Linked DNA regions of Zea mays: region 2 is linked to region 1. Evidence: chromatin contacts called from public Hi-C data. All regions are on one chromosome and are shown on one strand. The core of a region is the stretch at or near the end of the contact, and the rest is flanking DNA. Distances in the headings are between cores, read along the strand shown. Region 1 holds the start of LOC100194104. Region 2 holds the start of LOC100193301.

Region 1 (3,724 bases), core at 669-3,168:
TCTGATGCAATACATAGTTCAATATCTAATAGGAGATCAAAGATCAAATGCACCTGTTTTACTGTCTGACTCAAAGGATCTTCCAGGTTGCGCCATATGATTCCCAATATACGGTTGACAACATCTCTTGAAAAAGGCTTATAGTCCCCAGAGAAGTCGGTGATATCAGATGAAACCGATGTCTTTATCTGCTGCAAACATATTTGTGTCACTGTAAGAGCATGGAAATTGAAGTGGCTATCAACTGGGTTCTCACAATGCTTGCAAAGCTCAGGTAAAATTCCATCATATAAAACAGTCCATAAAGGTCCACTGGAATGAAGTTGGTGCATGTTGAGTACTGTCCTTGGAATAGATGTCAAAATCCCTCTTAGTAGACAAAGTCTACTCAACACTGAAAGGTCTCTGATTTGTTCACACAGATCAAAGTCCGAAAATACATTGTGCACAGACTGATTTTTTCTATCTTCATGATTTGCATAGATGCCAAATAGACCTTGAGAAATGAACCAGGAAATCTCCTCTGTGCTCATGAAAACCTGAATTGCCGCACAGAAGCTTACTCCAGAGGCCACCAGGCAATCCCTTGAAAAGGCAGATGACTTAAGAACAGATAGTATTGTCCTGACAGCACTCTTGAAGACACTTGACGCCTTGTCAAGGCCAATAAACTTATACGGGTACCTCTGCAGCAAGTAGTACATGCAAGACATGGCCTCCTGGCACTGCTCCATCACGACTGGAGATGGCCGTGACCCTTCACCAATGTCTTTTGTCACTCCATCAAGCCCATCAACAACATCCAGTGCCATGATCTCTGCACACCTCTCTACTGCCTCATCCAAAAATCCCAACTTTGGGTACCCAATAAGCGACAAGGCTGCTCGAGATACCATAAATCTCTTCTTTGCCTTACTACCAGAGCCACCATACTCCTCACAGAGCAAGGCAAAACACCCACTGATCACTGTGGAGAATTTCTTGCACTTGGCAAGCACTGATATGAGTGTCCGGTGGAGAGGGAGGGAATTCTCAAGAAAGAGGATCTCCAAATAAAGCTTTGTGGCAGCGAGCACTGCTTCATCAGGAGTCCCTGTAGTGGACAGAAACTGCACATATGCCGAGGCAAGATCCTTGACCACAACAACTTGGGAGTAAGTGGAGGTCAGGGAAATCAAGTTGCTCAATCGGACAAAGAAATTGGATGAGGAGATCTCAGCTGGCACGAGAGTTAGGGCCTCAAGGTAATGCTTCGGGAACACAATGGAGGTGTAGGTGTACCGGTGCCGATGCTGCAGTGACCGCCACTTTGAAGACATTCTTCCCCCAAATTAGCTCCTTGACTTCAATCTGAAGGATGATAATGAACAAACAAAACTGAAACCTCCAGCAGAACCACACTGGACTCTTAAACAGGCATACATAAGCCGAATGATTCACCTGAAGTCAGTACAGTTCCGCCACAAGTCTTCCTCCGGGAACTTAAACCACAAACCTTCCCTCCCTAACAAACCACACAACGTTAGTTCAGTAGATTTTCACGAGTACGAACTACTTGGGCTGAATTAGAGCACGCCTTCTACTACAGTCTACAGATAGCGTAAACAAGCTATCAGAGATTTCATATGCGGCGATAACAGGGAGGCAGGCAAACAAATAACCTTTAATCCTGTAGACGGCCGTGCCGCTCCTCCTGGCAGGCGGCAGCACCCAGCGAGTGCAGCGGCTCGGGAGCCCAGCGAAGAACAACCGGGATCAGGTGGCCAGCGAAAGAAGCGAGAAGCAAAGGCCGCGTGAGCTCCCGGCAAGCTGCAGCAGCGAGAGGAGGCGGGAGCGGGGGTTTAGGGTTTGGTCCTGCGATTCTCTCTCTTCCCCCTCGCTAGAGTGTTTTCCGCGTCGACCTGACCAAAATACCCCTAGGCCTCCGCAGTCCGCACACCCCTCCTGTGCTTTGAGATTCGCGCGTCGCGCCTGCCGACCTCGTGCCTCCCGCGGACTCGCCGGCGAACGCCTCTTGGAGATGCCGCCCGCCGCGGCGGCGCTCCTCCGGTGCGCTCCGGCGGTCCCATTCGCGGCCCGCAGTAGCGCTGTTTCCCGCTCAGGCATGGCGCGGCGTCTGGTGGCAGCGAGCGCTGCGGCCGGCAGGCTGGCACCGGCGTACCGCGGGCTGCTGCTCGACGCCGGTGGCACGCTGCTGCAGGTTGCGCGGCCGGTAGCCGAGACGTATGCCTCCATCGGCCGACGTTACGGTACGCTTCCAACCCGAAGAATCCACCACCTCGTACTTTCCTCATGTCTGGTGCTCTGCATTTCGTCAAACGTTTGGCGTGTGGTCTCGTGATGTTCCTGACTTTGTTCGCTGTCCAGGTGTGACGAAGACTAAGAAGAGAATCATGGAGGGGTTCAAGCGGGCATTCTCCGCGCCATGGCCGAAGACACTCAGGTACCAGGTAATGGTCATGAGACGCACAGGAATTGCATTGCAAAGCTTGAAATTGCGTCGTGGTTGCTCTCGAGGTGACGACTTGTTGGGTTTTGGACTAATTGCAGGGAGATGGGCGGCCATTCTGGAGAATTGTCGTGGCAGAAGCGACCGACTGCACTGATGGTGATTATTTCGAAGAAGTGTATCAGGTAGTATACCTCATGTTCTCGCTAAGGTTGTTCGATTGAATACTTCTTGGTGAATCAGGGTTGGTTGAAGAATTTGAGTATGCATTGAAGTGTTTCAGTGTTTGGTATCTGATTATCTTTTATTACCTTACTATAGTTACTACAATGACGAAATTGAACAAGAACAAATGTTCTGACTATACTGTTAGTCAACAGAAGCCCAGGCGATGAAGTTCACCGCTCTCAAATATATTTAGTTTTTCTAAGTTGAAGGATGCATTCCGCTTCCGGTTTATCGGTATGTCGAATGTTCGTAACCATACCATGTGGCTCATGGATGGATCATTGTTTCTTCCAGTATTATGCGCATGGAGATGCTTGGCGATTGCCTACTGGAGCAGACGCAGCACTGCGTGAGCTGAAGGATGCTGGAGGTCAGATGCTACTTCCTCTGTTCTCGCCTTCTCGGTTCTTGAATCTTGATTTTCAATTCTCAGTTGTTTACTGCAATTAATATCTTCCTCTCCACATTCTGGTCCTTAGGCTATCTCCAACCATTTCCCCTCTCAAGTCCCACTATTCGTACTTTCTATTCATATTTAAATACCTCCTCTTAACTATTCTTCCCCCTATTTCTCCTCCGCTCCTACCATTTCCTCTATTCAGCTCCTTTTTTATCCTTTAACTAGGCTATTTGACTTTTATACCTTGGTTTTTGAGTTTTAAAAAATACCACCATATTTGCATTACCGTAATAATACACATTATTATCTACTAAAAACTCAAAAAAGTAATAATACACATTATTATCTACCAAAAACTCAAAAAAGATTAATTTTATATTAAATACAATCAATTAGTGCCACGGGGAAATGGCTGACATACCAGCACGAGAGGAGGCACGGGGGCGCCGTTGGACGCGCACGTGCCCCCCACCCCCACACCGTATCCTGTCAGGGGAAGTGGGAGGGGGAGACGTTGGAGAAAGCCTTAGCGTATATACAACCCACATAAATGATTTGTATTTTAAAGGATATTAAGAGAGTAGGAGTAAAAAAACACGAGACATATCTTGATGAAGGAACGTCTCTAACACGATTTTCTAAGTATA
Region 2 (3,678 bases), core at 168-2,667, 270 kb after region 1:
ACGTAGTAAATAAAATACCCCAGTATACCTATTCACATGTTTTCTATAGATCTGATAATTCTAAATGCCAATTTTACCCTCTGCTGCATTCTCGCGTCCTCTGCATCTGGTCGAGTCTAGAGCGGCAAGCTACTGGAGTACAGCAAAAATACCAACTATACGTACAAGTAGTAGCAGCATAACTGGCAACTATGAATGCAGCGCCTTCTCACAAGTGCATGCACAATTATTTTTCCCTAGCAGATGGATGTGATGGTTTCTATTGTGTACACTAAATTGGATTTGATAACTATTACGTACAGCAAATTGGGGAAAGCACAAATTGTAAACAGAACTGCCATCCGGCATAGGCGCATGGCAGCTCGACGGCCGGCTGCGGCTAGATGCCGACGAGAGTTGACGCGGCACTGGGCAGCGGGATATGAACAGCCGCACATCGAGAATGCACAATTATTAGATCTATAAAAAAAACATGTGAATAGGTACACCGATATGTTATCTACTATACGCTGCTTAAGCGAGGCAATTAAGCGAATGCGACGAATGGCAGGGTATTTTGGCAGGCGACAAAAACAAGCGACCTAAAAAAGCAATTTTCCGTTACATGGTGGGAAAATTGCTTTAAAAATGATTTTAACAATATGCGGACAAGATTGTTCCAGTGTTCCTGGAACGGAACGTTTCCGGAACAAGGATCGTGGACAAGTTCCATGTTTCCAGTTTCTTGTGTCAAAAGTAATAGTGTGCACATGTCATCGTCATTCCTAACTAAACCGCATCAACGTTCTAGCCCAAACATTCAGATGGTTTTACAGTGAGCTAGAGCTCGGATCCGAGGTTGGTAGGGTACATACCGTGCTTGCCCTTGCGCTTGCGGCCTTCGACCTGGCTGGTGTTGTCCCAAAGGTGCGCCTCGTACTTGCCGCTCCACTTGAGCCTGCCCCGGAACCAGAGCAGCAGTGCACGCCCAAATCAAACCAGAGCACAACCTCAAAGTCAAAGCCACTGAAAGGCGGGCAGAACACCGCCGTGCTCGTACCTGGTGACGCCGTGGAAGCGCGACGACCGCGGGGCAGCGTACTTGCGCATGGCCTCCGCCACCAGCTTCCCTCCCCCGCCTGCGCTGGCGGCCCCGGCCCCGGCCCCGGCCGGCCTCCTCTCCTCGCCGCCGCCGACGACGGCGAGCTGCTTGTCGAGCGCGGCGATCTCGCCGCCCGCCTCCGCTGCGGCGGCGGGTTCGCCGGAGACGGCGGGCGGTACCGGGGCGTCCCCGTGTCGCTCCTCCTGCGGGAGATGGGTGGGACCCGCCGGGGATTGAGGGTGGACGGTGGCCATCGCCGTGGGTCGGTCGCGCTGTCTTTCGCGAATCTTCAAGTGCTCGCGTCACGATTTCGCAAACCCTAGTTCTGGTCCCTGGAGATGGATGGAGTGCAGGTCCGGTCCGGGACGAGCGCGACCCCACTATCCACTATGACCCCACTATCCACTAGTTAATAGTTATTGACTAAAAATTAAGGGTGTTTGAATGTATTAGAGATAATAGTTAGTGGCTAATATTAGCTAAAGATATCTAAACACTCTAGCTAATAATTTAGCTATTAGCTATTTAAACTAAGGGGATGTTTGAATGCACTAGAACTAATAGTTAATTGGCTAAAAAATTACTAGTTGAATTAGTTAACTAACAAATAGCTAGGTAACTATTAACTAATTTACTAAAAATAGTTAATATCTGTACTATTAGATAGGGTATTTGGATGTCTTCAACTAATTTTAGCCACTAACTATTAGGTCTAGCACATGTTGGCGCCGATCCGGGTGCCAAACACGGGAACAGATCGCTTGGCGGGGCTCTCTATAGAGGCACGGGCGGTCCGCGACACCGGGCCGGACGGTCCGCGACCTAGCGCAGGAGCGGCTCCTCCTCTGCACACTTCCGGACGGTTCGCGTCTGGGGCCGGACGGTTCGCGATATCACAGAGGGGCTTCTTCTCCATGAAGAACCCTAGAACTCACCCGGGAGAGATCCCGTCGATGGGGAGAGTTCCAAGGGGTTGCTCCAGGTCGGCAGGGCGCCCGGTGCTCCTCTAATTGGCGTAGAGCCGAGTAGAGATTGTTGTGGAAGACTAAACTAGATATAATCCTAAGGCTAAATTACTCCTACTCCTAGGAATTGAAAGAACGAAAAGGTAAAACTGATAAATAGATTTGATTTGATCGATTGTGGGGGTTCAATCGCTCGTAGCCCTTCATCTATATAAAGGGGAAGGTTTGGATCCGCTACAAGTCGTTTCTCGAGCTAATCCCGCGGTTTTAGCCAACAAATCCCACGAGAAACTCGGAACCCTAACTAATTCTGCGCAGGCGCGGACTGTCCGCGCCACCACCGCGGACCGTCCGCGAGGACGTTTTGTGTGCTCAACATATGCCCCCTCCCTTTTGGTGGAGGTTGACGAACCAAAAGCATATGAACTAATCCTGATGCAAGTCATCGGCTTTTCCAATCCAATATAGTGATCATTCAATAGAGCCCCAATGCATAAAGGCCGTTTAGGATTGCATCTTTCTCGGTTGTGACCATTTGATCAATGGATCAAAAGGAATAGAATGGAGGTGCCCCCAGCCTGAATAGACAAAGGGAGTACGCATGTACCATGGGTTCATCGTTGTACCATTCCATATTTGAACGGGACAACACATCAACGATGAGTAGGTGGGTGGAAAGCATCCTCGCATGACAGAACGAATATGCGATGCTTGTTGCGTCGTCTTTCGGGCCGTTTTGTTAGTGGGTGACCGGAGTTTCTTTGTTGGCCGATCGCGTAGAACGGCCTTCTTGCCAGCGTATTTGGCTAGCAATTGATCGAAAGTAGGGCTAGCTTTTACTAGCTGACCATGTGTGTCATGTTGGCTTTGCCCTTGCGTCTCTTTCCTTGGCCATGTGCGGACTGTCTAGCTGAGTCAGCCAAACCGTCCGCATGAGCACCGGATCGTCCGCACCCAGGTACCGGATAGTCTGCGATGCTCGAGTCAAGGAGTTTTGCTCAGCTGCTTGGTTGAGCCTGCCCCCTGGTGCCTCAAGACTTGTTAGTCTTTTTGTCTGGAGCTTTCCAAGCAATCCCTTCTAGTGATATATTTGACATGCGAAGATCGCCAATGATGGTGTTTTTGTCTTTGCCTTTATCGGCCACTTCGGCCCGAACCAAGACCCTTTTGCATGTGGGTTCTATTGTATTGACAGGAAATTGTTGTGTGTCCACTTGCATCTCCTGAAAAGCCAACCGACCTCATTTATGGCCGATTGTATCTGTTGACGAAAAATATTACAACCATTGGTGGCATGGGAAAAGAATTATGCCACTTACAATAAGCACATCTCTTTAATTCCTCCGTAGGAGGAATAATATGAGTTAATTTAATGATGCATTTTTTTAGCAACTCATCAAATATTGTATCGCATTTTATAACATTAAAAGTAAACTTAACCTTTTCTTGCCGATTCTTTCGAATCGATTGTAAAGCAGAACATACAGACGGTTTAGCATGTGCTGGCCAAACAAGTTCAGCGGCATATACATATGTGGATTCATCATCTGAATTATCGCACCCCACTAGATGTAGGTTATGGCTAGCAAATTTTGATGCTTCTTTACTTCGTCTTTCACAGGTCAAAGCCCG

What was found. A called contact is a pair of places that touch in the nucleus more often than the background predicts.
Region 2: a contact with region 1 is called in a Hi-C map of ear, with 3 times the contacts expected there. The contact joins the promoter of LOC100193301 here to the promoter of LOC100194104 in region 1. A contact is called at or near these places in 6 of 25 Hi-C or Micro-C datasets (bundle sheath, ear, endosperm and 3 more).

Annotation. Positions count from the first base shown.
Region 1 is chr10:73,841,953-73,845,676 of Zm-B73-REFERENCE-NAM-5.0, forward strand. It overlaps LOC100194104, which reads left to right and starts at 1,919. Exons shown (of 8, transcript NM_001359396.1): 1 at 1,919-2,249; 2 at 2,368-2,450; 3 at 2,551-2,634; 4 at 2,972-3,047. The coding sequence starts at 2,021. It overlaps LOC103641217 (thyroid adenoma-associated protein homolog), which reads right to left and starts at 1,927. Exons shown (of 6, transcript XM_008664579.3): 1 at 1,662-1,927; 2 at 1,441-1,504; 3 at 1-1,350. The coding sequence starts at 1,319.
Region 2 is chr10:74,108,959-74,112,636 of Zm-B73-REFERENCE-NAM-5.0, forward strand. LOC100193301 reads right to left here and starts at 1,418. Exons shown (of 8, transcript NM_001367019.1): 1 at 1,040-1,418; 2 at 855-937. The coding sequence starts at 1,335.